Linked DNA regions of Gossypium hirsutum: region 2 is linked to region 1. A link is a contact called in public Hi-C data. All regions are on one chromosome and are shown on one strand. Each heading gives the region's core, a stretch centred on a gene start, on an enhancer-like site or on the middle of the called end of the contact. The rest is flanking DNA. Distances are from core to core; before and after follow the strand shown. Region 1 has its middle 25 kb from the start of LOC107952433. Region 2 holds the start of LOC107951810 (transcription factor bHLH87).

The links. A called contact is a pair of places that touch in the nucleus more often than the background predicts.
Region 2: a Hi-C map of leaf shows a contact between it and region 1, with 2.8 times the contacts expected there. The contact joins the promoter of LOC107951810 here to the enhancer-like site in region 1. A contact is called at or near these places in 11 of 34 Hi-C or Micro-C datasets (callus, cotyledon, leaf and 1 more).

Annotation. Positions count from the first base shown.
Region 1 is chrA02:82,875,684-82,879,486 of Gossypium_hirsutum_v2.1, reverse strand. No RefSeq gene overlaps it. Among protein-coding and RNA genes, the nearest start is that of LOC107952433, 25 kb to the right of the region's middle. Within about 2 kb of position 1,971, at least 3 of the 9 cell types and tissues checked have an H3K27ac peak or open chromatin away from gene starts, as enhancers often do. A contact at or near this core is called in cotyledon and leaf, where this site is marked.
Region 2 is chrA02:82,993,886-82,997,409 of Gossypium_hirsutum_v2.1, reverse strand. LOC107951810 (transcription factor bHLH87) reads right to left here and starts at 2,090. Exons shown (of 4, transcript XR_001698621.2): 1 at 1,815-2,090; 2 at 703-846; 3 at 1-602.

The DNA of each region.
Region 1 (3,803 bases), core at 722-3,221:
AGACGACTTTGTGCTCGGGAGTTCATGGTATTGTGTCCTAACTTACGGGATGTGATACTCTGATATCTCGAGATAAGGATATCTTTAAACAATCAATTCAAGCTAATTCAAGAATTTTAAAGTCAATATTAATAGAAAAGATCGTATTTCAAATCCCTTCCCGATTTTCAAATTTTCTACATTAGGACACTAACTAATCAATTCGGTACCAATTTTTGGGCGTGTCAAGGGTGTTAATCCTTCCTCGCACGTAACCGACTCCCGAACTTATTCTCTCAAGTTTCGTAGACCAAAGGCACTGTTTTAGTAAACTAAATTTGATTTATTAAAACAAAGGTGATCCGATCACACCTAATAAAGATCGGTGGCGACTCCCGTTTTAATTTTCGCTTTCAAACCAAGTCGACCCCGTTGTTTTCAAAGATGGTTACGACATCGTCCACACTCATTACACCAATTGTTGATGGTAAGTGATAAAAGAGATCGAAGAGGCAGTTTACCTAATGTGCAAGAGAGGCAAGAGATGTTATAAAAGATATAAAAGCTTAGCGTTGCTGGGAAAAGAGAAGGGATTGGTCAGTGGAATTGTCGTTTTGGCTCCATTAGCTTCAAAGAGTTATTTAAAGGAGATGTTCATAGGCTATGCGTGTTGTCAAGGTTGGTAAGTTGTCACTCGAGTCACATAGCATAGAGCTTCTTGTTAGATCAAGGATGCAACTTAATGTGAAGTGATTAAATGATATATAAATAATGAGTGACAACGGTCTTATCAGATGAAGCCTGCAAGTTAATGAAGTGATTGTGCTTTAATGTGACCGTGCTTCTTAACGAGGTATAGTACTTGATAGAATAGTCCCTTGGTAAGTATGACTAACAAGTTAATATCCTTATTAAGATAATATTTACCTCCATTCTAAATGTTGGAGCTGCCATTTGTTATCATGAATTTATTATCACAGGTATAGAAAGTTGGACAATTATAATGTTTTGAAAATGAGAACTGAAAACTTATGCTTCGGTTGGTAAGAGTGTTATTTTTTACACTTATTTTAGTATATAAATTAGAAACAAACTAATTTAGTTGGCAATATTTAGTCACTCCCATTATTTATTTTTAATAAAGAGACTTTTTTTTTGTTAATTTAAAAGAAATCTTTTTTTTCAAGAATTAATATTTATCTTTCTAGTTCTAAATTTAAATATATACTCATTATTATTTATTCTATATCTAAGTATTATACCACACGACATTAGTAGTTAAATCCTGAAACAATCAACATTGTGGGGACTTTGAAAGTGGGCCAATTCAGAAATAAATCCCACTGGGCAGGACAAATTGACATTTCTGACAGTAGGGAAATGGCAATGCAAATTAATGGTGGTCCAATGAACAAGGCATGGCATGGGGCGCTGCGTTCTAAAAGACCTGGAAATTTTGCCAAAATTGCCAACCCCATTCCAAGTAAACGGGTCAGCTAATTAGAATCAGCCCCCCGATACCGAAATTGACCTTCAACAGTTTGGTTATATAAATTCGGTCAAAGTTGATTATAGTAGGTCAGCTTCCCATTTATTATCTAATTATAATTCAGCGGATAGATTGACTTGCAATTTGTAAAAAACAAGTATTTGATGTAATTGATTGTTCCCGGATAAGTGATTAAAACTTTTTTGTTAACATTCCAAAATTATCCCATTCAATTAACTTTTCTCCTTCTTTTTTGACCCAATCCTAAAACTTGTCGAAGCTCCAGGAGTTTGTTAATGTCCCCGGACAGCCCGAAAACAGAAAGAAAGAAGATCAAAGATAAGAAGAAATTAAAATTGGCCGTCGGCAAAAGAGAGGCATTATTGTTATTATTATTATTATTTAGTGGCAGCGAGGTTTTCTTGTGCATGCATGTACTGAAGATTTGTCGCATTCAATGGCTTGGCCTTATTAAGGTGAACAACCCAGAAAAAGGGTTGATGGCGGTGAAGGCGGAGGGGCCCTTGTCTCTTACAAAATGAAGGGTCGTTGTCCCCAACGTTTTGTAGGAGCAGCGTTCGATTTTATGAATAGGATCCTAAGAATTCTGGAGTCCATGAATCATGATGCTGACCGTCGCCCATTGTAAATGAAACCCTGACTACAACGTGATACCTATTTTTTTTCTTTTTTCTATTTTTGGTGTTTCAGTGGCCCAGGCCACAATAGAATAATATAAAAGTAAATGCAACTTATCTCCAAATAGATCCGTTTACGTTGGGGTTACTTATAAGACACAGGATTTTAAAAAATATGTTAATATTCCAAAAGGTTTGAATAAAAAAGTTATGTTTATTTTAAATATGAGAAAAATGAGTTTAAGTTAATGTTGTTTGAATTAAATCGGATCAGATGGGATACCAATTCAAAGAAAAGGATTGAATTAGTTGACTCAAGACCAAGTAAAAAGTTGGTTGAATTATATTTTTAATATATATATTTTATTTTTTATGATTTTTTATTAATTATTTAATCTCACCAATCAGATTCGTTGGACTGGCGAACTGACAACCTAACTAGAGGTGATCATGGGCCGGGCCGGGTCAGGTTCGGGCCGGGCCCATATAAATTTTTAGGCCCATCTACTAGGCTCGGGCCCGGCCCGGCCAGAAATATAGGCCTAAAATTTTGCCCAAGCCCGGCCCGAAATAAAATTACTAAGCCCGGCCCGGCCCGGCCCATATTAAATTTTTTTTATTTCATTAAATAAAAAAGTTTAAAAATATAATAAATCAAATATATTTAAAAACATAAAAACAAATATTAAAACAAATAAAAATAATACTAAAACAATTCTTAAAACAATACACAAATTAATAATATAATAAAAAATAGTTATATTAAAAATTTAAATAATTAAAAATAAAATAAAAATATATTAATATATAATTCGGGCTAGTCCGGGCCCGGGCCAAAAAACCCTTACCCGAGGCCCGGCCCGTTTTCTAAACGGGCCTAATTTTTTTTCCCAAGCCCATTTTTCGGGCCTATATTTTTACCCAAACCCTCCCATTTTTCGGGTGGGCCTTCGGGCCGAGCCGGGCCGCCCAGCCCATGATCAGCTCTAAACCTAACTAATTTGACCATCGATCTGATTTTAAAAATCTTGGTTCAAGTATTTAAGGCCCGAGCTTGGCCCGTTTATGAATTTCTAATATATTATATTATATTATTTTATATATTATGTAATTTATAGCATATAAAAATTAAATTTATAATAATATATAATACCATAATGTAAACATTAAAAAAATTAACATGTCTATATATAAAATTTTAATAAATATAATATAGATAATTATTAAATATTAAATTAAAAATAAAATAATTTTTTTAAAATAAAATAAGTGAATTTAAAATAAATTTAAATTATTTATTTATAAATATGCACGAATTTAAATAAAATTTTAAATTTATATTTTATATGAAGCATAAAAAATGTTAATATTAGGTATAAAAAAAACGTAGGAAAAAAAATGGTAAGGGATATATAGGGACGTAGGAAATAAAATGGTTTGGTTGGCATGTTTCTTGGGCGCAACATCCGCTTCATCAATCTTGTACTGGGGAGTAGTAGTAGAAGGGATATTTGACTTAACCATCCGACTCCTAAACCTCACTAATTTACGTCTAACAGCTGCTTCCTAAATTTTATACTTTGTAAAACAAGGTAAAAGTAACATGAATTGCATTTTTTATTCCTTAATTAAAAAAATAGGTAAATTAATTTTTATATATTTAATAGAAAAATAAAATAATTTATCACTTGTGAAGT
Region 2 (3,524 bases), core at 841-3,340, 120 kb before region 1:
ACTCTGGGACTCTCCGGATGAGACTGGAGTAGTAGTACTGGTAGTAGCAACAAAATTCCATAAGCTCTTGCAATCAGAGAATATCATTGAGAGCCCATCATCTTCAACTGATGTATCAGTGTTGCTATTAGTAGCTGAGAGCAAGCATTCAAGGGACTCAAGAGAGCTTGCTGTTGTTGTTGTACCACCAACGACAGCGTTTCCATTTGGTAAACCATTGATGACTTGTGAGTGAACCGCCATGCTTCCAATAACAGAAACTGAAGCGTTTGATGAGTTCAAACCATAGGCTGAGCTATTCAACAATGGAGAAGAGCACCATTCTTGTGTTATACCACAAGCTGATGCAGGAACTGGCTGTGGATTAACCATTTCAGATACTATATCTGCATCTGGATTCACAAGGGATGGCTGAGCATCTTGGAGTTCTTGAATTGAATTAACGAAGATATCATCTGGCAGATTCATCTTGTCACCATAAACGGAAGAATTTGAGTTGGAAATTAGGAAACTGTCTTCTACATCATTTGGCTCACTGTTCCAAACAGGCAATGAATTTAATTCATCCCATCCCAAGCCATCCATGGCTGAAACTTTTTTTTCTGAGCCCAAAATAAAATAACTTCAACATATTAATCCAAGGATTGAAAGAAATGCAGATGAATATATAAAGTTGATAGAAATTTGAGTAAAAGTACATACCAAATCCAGATCCTACTGCAGCTGGTTGAGTTTGGCTTCGACAAAAAGACACAAGTGAAAAATATTTGTCGCAATTCTTTTAACAGAGACTAAGTTGGACCAAATCCTCTCTAATTCTTGATCACGAAGCATCAGTCATGGAAACTGAATGATAAACATGAAACCATAAACAAAATCATGCATACGACGAGTTAAGGGAATTAGATTTTTCATCTACCTTAAGCTATTCTGTATATAAACATAGTTGACACACTCAGTAATGTTGTTAAAAGGCATGCATGCTTATATAGATAGGTAAGGGAAAAAAAAACAAAAAAAAGAGAACTAGTTTTATAATCCAACAAATACTTTGTATTAGGACTTAAAATAAAAGAAAAAAAGAATAGCTTAACATAAAATAACATAGTTTCAAAAGTTGAAAAGAGGTGTAATCAGTAATGTGGAGTGTGGAAAAGATAAGGCTTTCTGGGTCAGTTTGGTGGGTGTGTATGGATATATATTTCTGCAGATGGGGAGCATTTGAGATATTAGTGAAGCATATTTAAACTATATAGTTTAATAATATATATATATATATTTCTAGTGCGGGAAATAATCTGACATGACATCCTTTTGGTTGCTCATGGAAATTTAATGTGCACTGTAAAGTTTCAAAAAAAAAAACTGCAGTCAAAACAAGCATCTATTTGACAGTCTCTAATTAATCATGACTGGTATCCCAGTTTCCAGTCTCAACTATGGTACCTACCCACATATCAGAATTAAATGCTCGTTTATAAGGGTGAGGTGAATTTAAACATTTCAGTACAGTGGCATCAATTAAACAGCAGCTACGCTTCATAGATTGCCATTTTGAGTAGTGGGGGACTGCCTGATATATGTTTGCAGGCCAAAGGAAAGGGATAATCAGAGGATCAGAGGCAGAAGATAATAGATATATAGACAGTGCAGAAAGCAAGTTGCTTACAGAATTTTGTCTCTTCAACCATTCTAATATAACATACATATAATATATTTTCATTTCACTTTATTAAATACAGATGGTTGTACTTGCAAGAGGGAAAGCAGAGAAAGAAATAGAATAGAGAAAAGAAAAGAAAAGAGAGTCGTACCCACATGCGCCCCATCATTACAACTCAGTGAATGGGTTCCCCTTTGTATATGCCACTGCCAACCTTTCCCTTATATTGTCAACTATGTGGCGTTTTTCTTCACCAAATCTGCAGATAAGCAGTGAGAATATATACAAGGAAGGAGCATTAAATGAGTGTTTTCAGTAATTAGAAGTAGTTGGTCTTAAATCCTAGAGAGTTTGACGGTTGAACTTGATTTATCCTGTCACAATTACCAAACCATCCATGATCTTATTGAAAGATATGTCGGGTGCCACCTATTCTCAATCTTTTTCATGCTCATTTGGGAGTCCATTATTTTTAACATTTCCTGGGTACTAAAATTTAATTCAAGCAATTCACCTCTGTGCGTTAATCAGGCTGGCCGATGTGTTGAAAATATTAAAATGAAGATAGGTCCACAAGTATTGTTAATGGTGGCCTAATATTTTTGTAATTTATCGGATGGTCCCCCTATCTCTTATCAAAATCCAAATAAATGCCGCTATGATCCTCTCTCCCGCGTTATTTCTGCAAAAATCCTAAACCGTTATGAACACGTGAAGGCAACACTCCGGATCACATGTGGCGCATCATGATTGGGAGCTTCCATAAATGGATAGCCATCTCCCACGTGGGCGAAATCTAAACAGGGGGACTGTGGGGACCATGGAGTATTTCAATCATCCAAGACTCCAACTTTCAACGGTTCAGTTGTGATTTGCGTCTGCATTATTTATCTTTCATCTTCAAAATAAAAAATAAAAAAATAAAGAAGTTACCGGTATAATAATAAATATAATTTTTAAACAATACCCATTCAAATTATAACAATTAGATTATAAATAAAAAATTATGTAATAAATATATTTTAAAAAAATTTACCTTTATACTTTAATAAAATTTTCACTACTATATATAATACATGTTCTTTCAATTTATCCGATTTGTATTCAACCTTTTAGTACTTAAATTTAATAGTGTTAAACTCTAACATGTACTAACATGGTGGACCCAAGGAAAATGCTGAATGGTATAGAAGAGGGACTTGTATTAAAATTTCCCTTTTTTAAACCTAACATATTAAATAAAACATAAATAAAATAAAACAAAATAAATATTTTTAATAAAATTCAATGAAATTGTGACATGTTTTAACAAAAGTTAATTCCCTTCTAATATATTTTTAAATTTCCATAATTAAAATAAATAAATAAATTTAATTAATTACTTGCGTAAATTATACAAATGGTCATACAACAATGCTCGCCTTCTTGTTTTGGTCACCTGTAGTTGAATTGATAATGAAAAGCCTTATTCTAACTGGTATGCTAACACATTTAGTTCACAATACTTACATGTTTTATTAATTTGATCCTAATTCTAAATAATTAAAAAAAATTAACCCTTCATATTTACAAATTCTATCAAAATGATCCTTAAACTTTCTAACCAAAGCTTTCAGCTTTTAAAATAGAGGCATCCCACATTTATAAATTTGTAAAACCCAAAATAGAGGCATCCCTAGTTGAGAAAATTTCTTTTCTTTTTGGGTTTTACAAATTTATGGATGTGGGATGCCTCTATTTTAAACGGTGAAAGCTTTGGTTTGAAAGTTTGAGGATCAAATTGATAAAATATGTAAGTATTGTGAACTAAATGTGTTACTATACCAATTAAATAAGGCTTTTAGTTATCAATTCAACGACG